Linked DNA regions of Mus musculus: region 2 is linked to region 1. A link is a contact called in public promoter capture Hi-C data. All regions are on one chromosome and are shown on one strand. The core of a region is the stretch at or near the end of the contact, and the rest is flanking DNA. Distances in the headings are between cores, read along the strand shown.

Evidence for each region. Capture Hi-C pulls out chosen DNA fragments and counts their contacts.
Region 2: a promoter capture Hi-C map of pancreatic islet shows a contact between it and region 1. The contact joins two enhancer-like sites. A contact is called at or near these places in 1 of 484 Hi-C or Micro-C datasets (nephron progenitors) and 2 of 9 other capture datasets (liver and pancreatic islet).

Annotation. Positions count from the first base shown.
Region 1 is chr8:24,863,534-24,867,427 of GRCm38.p6, reverse strand. It overlaps Adam32 (a disintegrin and metallopeptidase domain 32), which reads left to right. Exons shown (of 22, transcript NM_153397.2): 18 at 2,976-3,081; 19 at 3,883-3,894. Among named protein-coding and RNA genes, the nearest start is that of Adam5, 41 kb to the right of the region's middle. Within about 2 kb of position 2,562, at least 15 of the 459 cell types and tissues checked have an H3K27ac peak or open chromatin away from gene starts, as enhancers often do. A contact at or near this core is called in pancreatic islet, where this site is marked.
Region 2 is chr8:25,003,151-25,006,584 of GRCm38.p6, reverse strand. Adam9 (a disintegrin and metallopeptidase domain 9 (meltrin gamma)) reads left to right here. Exons shown (of 22, transcript NM_001270996.1): 2 at 311-408; 3 at 1,748-1,806; 4 at 3,249-3,327. Among named protein-coding and RNA genes, the nearest start is that of Adam9, 12 kb to the left of the region's middle. Within about 2 kb of position 1,919, at least 10 of the 459 cell types and tissues checked have an H3K27ac peak or open chromatin away from gene starts, as enhancers often do. A contact at or near this core is called in pancreatic islet, where this site is marked.

The DNA.
Region 1 (3,894 bases), core at 1,313-3,812:
GAATGACCCCCTATTTTTAAACTACATTTTAAAGAGTGCTCTGAGCATATTGTAAAAGGAGACCTTGAATCTGTAACCTATTCCCCTGGTCAGTTGTCTGTTTTTTTTGACAGAGCTGTGTTTGCCCTGGATCAATTCTACTGTCTGAGTTTGCTTAAGGGCGGATACCCCCCCCCCCAGAAGATTCCTTGAGTTAACAGCCTCATACAGAAGTGTCTAGCTATATGCTTCTCTGTGTTTATCACAATCTCCAGGGCATAAATAAAGACTTCCACACAAGGCCAGATAAAGTTATTTTCCTAAAAGGAGAAGGGATAACTCAGGCATAATTTCCTCGGGAAAAGATATAAAATGAACTATCACGCCGAAAGCCCCCAAGAACGCAACACACAGAGATCAAAAGCTAAAAGTGAGAGACAGAAGGACAGTCGTTTCAGTATTTGGCTCAACCTTGCTGGCACTGTGTCAAACAAAGAGCTGTGCTGGCTTCATGACTCTCACCGTACCCAGTAGATATATATGGCTGTGCCACGGTTCTTTCTCGTTCTTATTCTAGTTTGCTCCAGTAAGATAGAAAAAATATTATTTTTGCATTTGCTAAGACTTGATTTATTTGCCAAAGTATGTGTGTGTGTTTTGGAGTAGGATTCACTATCTGCTGAGAAGGATATTAATTCTGTTGCTGTAAGATGGGATGTTTTTTTTTTTTTTTTCCATTTTTTATTAGGTATTTAACTCATTTACATTTCCAATGCTATACCAAAAGTCCCCCATATCCACCCACCCCCACTCCCCTGCCCACCCACTCCCCCTTTTTGGCCCTGGTATTCCCCTGTACTGGGGCATATAAAGTTTGCAAGTCCAATGGGCCTCTCTTTCCAGTGATGGCCGACTAGGCCATCTTTTGATATATATGCAGCTAGAGTCAAGAGCTCCGGGGTACTGGTTAGCTCATAATGTTGTTCCACCTATAGGGTTGCAGATCCCTTTAGCTCCTTGGCTACTTTCTCTAGCTCCTCCATTGGGAGCCCTATGATCCATCCATTAGCTGACTGTGAGCATCCACTTCTGTGTTTGCTGGGCCCCGGCATAGTCTCAGATGGGATGTTTTTTGTGTCATCTAAGTTAATTTGACCTATAGTGAAATTTAAATCTTCTCTCTCCTCTCTCTCTCTCTCTCTCTCTCTCTCATCTGCATGTTGGTAAGGGTGGGGTATCAAAATGTCCCCAAAACATTGCATCTCACCAGCCTATTCCTTTATAGGCAATAATCTCTCTTTCATCAAACTGGGAGTGCTGACAACCTGTGCATGTTTATGTTGACAATCACTAGGCCTTTCTGGTGAACTGTTTCCTTCATTGCTTCTAATTTTGCCTTGTGGTCACCTTTTAGGATATCTGTGACATATGTGTAAATGTATTTATATGATGTATAAATGTATGTATGTATAAATATACATATAGTTAGGATATATATCACATATTTAGGATATATGTCACAGATTATATATCATATATATTTAGGATATATATTACATATTTATTCAGGATATACATCATATATATATTTAGGATATACATCATATATATATATATATGATATATAACATATGTTCAGGACATACATGCACATCTAATTCCTGATGTGTGTTTGTGTGTGTGTGTGTGTGTGTGTGAGAGAGAGAGAGAGAGAGAGAGAGAGAGAGAGACTGCAGCTCACACTCAAGATTTAACATCTCACTACACCATCTTCACGCTTCCCTTTCTACAAACCTGTGTGCTCATCAGGGCAGGTGCTGTCCCACCCTCACCTCAGAGAATAGTCATCTGTTTGTTTGTTTGTTTGTTTATTAGTAAATCTAATCAGCCAGCCTGTGTCATGTGATATTAAAGAGTATTTGCTTGTCACGTTTTGAGACAAGTACCTACTTTGGAGCCCAAGCCTGCCTAAGAACCAGTGTCTTTTCTGCCTTAGCCGTGTGAGTGCTGGGGTTCTAGGCTTGTGCCTCCACACCTGGCTTTGGCTTTAAGGGTTCTTCTGCATCCTTCCCAGCAGTGCATCTCTAAAGTCCCATGGAGGAGACTTTGTAGTGATGCCTGTCTGTGGCTCTAAATGTCCTTTTGCACACTACTTCTCTCTATATATGGCTAATGCTCTGCTGTAATTTAGTTGAATGGGCTTTCAACTAAAGATTACAGCATCAGGTCCTTCTAGCCCCTGATGTTCACACCAGAGTCCTCAAAAGTAAGGCCACGATGGATCATGTTTGAATTATTGTTTATCTGAGTGATGAACTCGGGACGATGATGTGAGGACTTTCTGTGTGAACTAGTCTGTTGATGGTGCTTCTCACTGTGATTTTTTTTCATTGCCAATAATTTTCATTTGGCTCCCTGCCCCCAAATCTCAATTTCTTTGCATTTAGAAAATTTATTCTCATGGAAGTTGCTGAGGTTTTTTTTTTTTTTTTTGTTTCGATTTAGATCCAGTTAAGATGGCATTAAGCTGAGTAACAGGAAAAGCATCCAATTGCTAGTAAATGATTCACAATCAGCCTGGGGAAGGTCCAGGTCTTTCCTTGTAAAGGCTGATGGCTGAAACAGCCGACAGTCTACAGAACCTAGACAAGGGAAAAGACAGATGCTGACATCTGGCCTACTGCCTGCAACACACTGCCAGGTTTAGAGATGATCTATGTGCCTGAAACTGCTCTCTAAATTTAAGGGCAAACATTTGAATTCACTACAGTTTCTTCATACAAATATAAGTCTCTCTTCGCAGTTTTTAAACATGTCTTCCTTTGATGTGTGAGTTTTAGCCTAAGAAACCAGATATTCCCTCTATGGAATTCTCTATTTAAATCAAAATGAATTCAGTCATTCTTGGCTAAGATAAAAAAGTAAATATTATAACCTAGCACATAATTTCATAATTAGAAGAAAATCATTTACACTAACATTCAAACTAACCCTAGGTGTGCAATTCTCATGGTGTCTGCCACTGCAATGCCGGCTACTCACCTCCCAACTGTCAATATCCTACGACAAAAAGGTCAGCATCGCTGTGGTCTGGCAAGCACGGCAAGTATCTCTGTCTTTAAATAGCTATTGAGAAAAAGTTATAAGATCACTTATTTTCATCCAAAGAAAGCCACATTTTACCACCTGGAAAGAGACTGATAATATTTGGAATCAAAAGATTTTTTTTCCTCAAATAATGGGACCAAATATTATTAACTCTGCTCATAGTTTCTGTTACATGGGTGTGAGGCCAGTAGGGTGCCTTGGGCTATCCGTTTTTTTCTTTTTTCTTTTTTTTTCTCTTTCTCTTTCTCTCACTTTCTCTTTCCCTCCCTCCCCCTCCCCCTCCCCCCTCTCATTCTGACATCTCTATCATTTGGGAGAGATCCGCATCTGCTTTTTATCACATTTACAAATTGTGTGGGAACTCAGTAATGCAATTTGATGTATAGAAATACAATCCTAAGGTAGGAAGATAATAATCTGTTGCCTACAAAGGAGGTACTATATTAGCATAGTGAGGTTCTGTTGAGAATCCTGTAGTGAGTGAAAGTCAGGCAGTCTTACTGTAAGCAACCTGCACTTCAGATCACTAGATTTCCAGCACTCACAGGGCTATAAGGGGGTTTTATTGTAGTCACGAAATGGTGTAGAATAGTCTGGAAACCTTTGAAACATTGTTTCCATGTCTTGGGGTCGATCTTAGATAAAGTTTCAAATGCTGTGCTACTGTACTTAACTTTTCCATGTTACTTAATTGACAAGGGGGGGGGGACGACCAAAAGAAATCATTTAAATATATTTATTGTATCTTGAAAGTAAATTATGCCTTCTAATGGCTCACATACCTTTTATTTTTAGATCTGCCCATGG
Region 2 (3,434 bases), core at 670-3,169, 140 kb before region 1:
ATGTGAAAATAAAAAAAATCACATGAGTATTAGGTAGGTTTTTCAGTCATTTAAATATTAGGTTTTGTTTGTTTGTTTGTTTGTTTGAAGGTGGGGGTCTCATTATGTAGCTCTAACCATCCTGGAAGTCACTGTGTAGACCAGGCTGACCTGGAACTCACAAAGAGCCTCCTGCCACTGCCTCCCAAGTGCTGGGATTGTTAAAGTGTCCATTCCATGTCCATTGCTCCCATCTGAACACTGTTTTTATTTCCAGTATTTTGATACTGTGGAGGCTCACTCTGCTTTATTGTTGTTCTTTTTGCTGCAGACTTGGAACAGACTGTCCATCTTTCTTCTTATGAAATTATTACTCCTTGGAGATTAACTAGAGAAAGAAGGGAAGCTCTGGGGCCCAGTTCACAGCAGGTAAGTCATCTCTTGAGAACTATGAACGAATATACTCAAGTTGCAGTTGCAGTTGCTTTTCTTAATGAAAGGTGGTACTTGCACAGTGGTCAGTGTGGGGAGTAATTACTATATGCGTCACCTTATGGCATTGGTGTCCAGCGGACATTATTCTAATAAGAAATGACAGAGTAAGCTTCAGTATCTCTGATTTTAAAGTACAAAACACTCAAACACAACAGAATGAAGGGAGTGGAACTCTGTAGTTGAGTTGGGACTCTGGCTGCCACTTCACTCTGACAATGAGAATACCCTTTACTTAATTCCTGATAGAATATTCAAGTATAGCATGGTAATGCTTGGGAATATTTACTCAAAATTGAGTTTTAATAGCAAATACCTTATATGCTGGTTTAAAACATTACAACATAAATGGTTTAACTATAAGGAAATCGGGTGCTGTTTCCTTATTGGAGGAAGTTGATTCTGTTGTTAACCATGTTGTAGCTGTGTACATGTGGGCCCATTGTACCTCTCAAGAGTGTGCTTGGAACCAAGCCCTTGAACATGACCTCTTCTGAACTCCAAGGGCACCTGATGCATGTGTGGTACGCATACAGACTGGCAAAGTGCTCATATTTGTAAACTAGCGTAGGAGGCACAGAGACCCCTGTGCTCATAGATAAGCAGCGGGGAGACCAGGAATGTTAGACATAGGCTGGGGGTGCAGGTGGTTACTGGCCTCCCTCGTGACCTTTCTCTGTGTATGACAGACACCATACCAGGTCCTCCCATAGGCCCTTAAGATAACACATGTAGCCTATCTATAGAACCCATCTTCGTGAAAGATGTCACATGTTACTTTACAAAGAATTTCCAGGTAGTCATGTCTTAAGCTTTATTGTGTGTGTGTGTGATTGAGTTAATCATCACCAGGAAACCTTTCCCCAAACCGTGCTGTCCTTAAATATGCCTGAAATAAACTACCAGGTGTCAAACTGCAAGTTTGAGCCAGGACCTGCTCCTCAGTCGTGTTGAACCAGACTGCCTTCTTGCCTCTTGAAGACTGACATTCTGTTGGCTGTGGTGTTTGCAGAAACCCACACAAGATAAAATAACTAGATCTAAAACAAATTAAAAAAGAGTAGACACACATATAGGCCAGTATCCATGATCAGATATTAAAGGCCAGAGATGGATAGAATATCTGTTATGTAAGAATACAGTGTATAAACAGTTGTAGTCAGTGCCAAGTTGTGTTAATTTAGGATCAACTTTCCTGCCTTGCATGATAGGTTGAAGAGTAAGTTACAAGGTTGTGTTTTATTATTGCTTTTTTCCCCCTTCTCTGTGCATTTAGATCTCTTACGTCATCCAGGCCCAAGGAAAACAGCATATTATTCACTTGGAAAGAAACACGTAAGAAAGTTCATTTACTTTGCCCTTTTAATTATGTTTTCCCCTCAACAGTATATTGATTTCTTTTCTAGTTAGATGTTGCTTAGCAGAGCCTGAGCTCTGGCATCAGCAGATTCAGTTTTTGCTGACCCTGCTGCACAGTGGTAGGCCTGCAGCTGAAGTCCAGGAGGGTTTATGCTGGGGCCGGCAGGCTGCAACTTCTGTAGAAATGTGCAGGAGCTTAATTCTTTTCAGGTTCACCTTTAGGGAGAGTGAAGTATGTAGGAGTGAGTGCGCGTGTGCATCTGTGTGTGTGTATGTGTGAAGGGTGTGTATGTGTGTGTGTGTGAAGGATGTGTATGTATGTGTGTGTATATGAAGGATGTGTATGTATGTGTGTATGAGAGTGTGTGTGTGAAGGGTATGTGTGTGTGTATGTGAGTGTGTAAAGGGGTAGGGTGTGTGTGTGTATGTGAGTGTGTATGAAGGGTATGCATATGTGAGAGTGTGGTGTGTGTGTGTGTTTGTGTGTCTGTTATAGCTGCCAGTGCCCCAATGGGGTCAGCTTCTGGAAAGACTCAATTCCATAAGCTCTTCTGAATACTGTTCCCAAAGGACATCACAGAGACACAGCACACAGGGGCAAAGAAAACTCAGGAGTCAGAGGTTCAAGCATTCCAGGGTCTTTTCTTGGCCACAAGGGATTTGCTACCACAAGGCTTCCTGTATTCAGGGGACCAGAGAGAATTTCACCAAGGGTTTCACTATAGTGGTCATGTAGCTAAAGTCAGTCAGAGTGAGCAGTGGGCCTGGGGGAAGCTATCAGTCTGTCCATCTCTGAACAGCACAGACAGTTGGTTTTGGGTATCCTCTGACTCTTTGGAACTTTATCAAGCACAGTGCACCCTGAACCCCTGGATTTCCACAAGCTTGGAGATCACCTCCGAGCTACTGTGAACAGTGTGGAAGAACCTTGCTTGGCCCTGGTTACACAACTGTTCCCTTGGCATGAGGGGGAAACGTTTCCTTTAGCAATTGACAGCAGCCATTTGTCTTCATAAGTCGGTTAAAGCAGTGAGTATTTCGTATTTACATAGTACTCGGTAGGAAAGAATAGAAAATACTTATTTTTCTTATACAAATATGACAGTGTCAAGCAGCCTGATTTGTTATTTTCTCGTGATTTATAGCAGAAAAAGTTAAGAATACTGTTGTTACCAGTGGACATTTTGTGCCAAGAAAGCAAGTTGCATCTTTACATCAGTCGGCTGCGGTTCAGGCTTGAGTGTGTTGATTAGCTTTTAGTTTTATAGTAACTCTTTCTTTAAAAAAAAAAAGGATCGTATAAAAAGCTTTTTAAGACTTATTTCTGCTCCTCTCTTCTGGGAATAACTTCTTATGAGCTGTGCCCTAGGCTGTCGATACTTGGTACATTTAAATGGTTTGTTTTATTCCTCTTCCAGAGACCTTTTACCTAATGATTTTGTAGTTTACACCTACGACAAGGAAGGCTCCCTACTCTCTGACCATCCCAACGTACAGGTAATTTATTTTCTTCTTGATACTTTGAGAATTTAAAGCGAACCTATATAAAGTGTGTTCTTCTCAGATGCCCTGTTGCTCGCCCCATTGGACACCTTCCATATCCT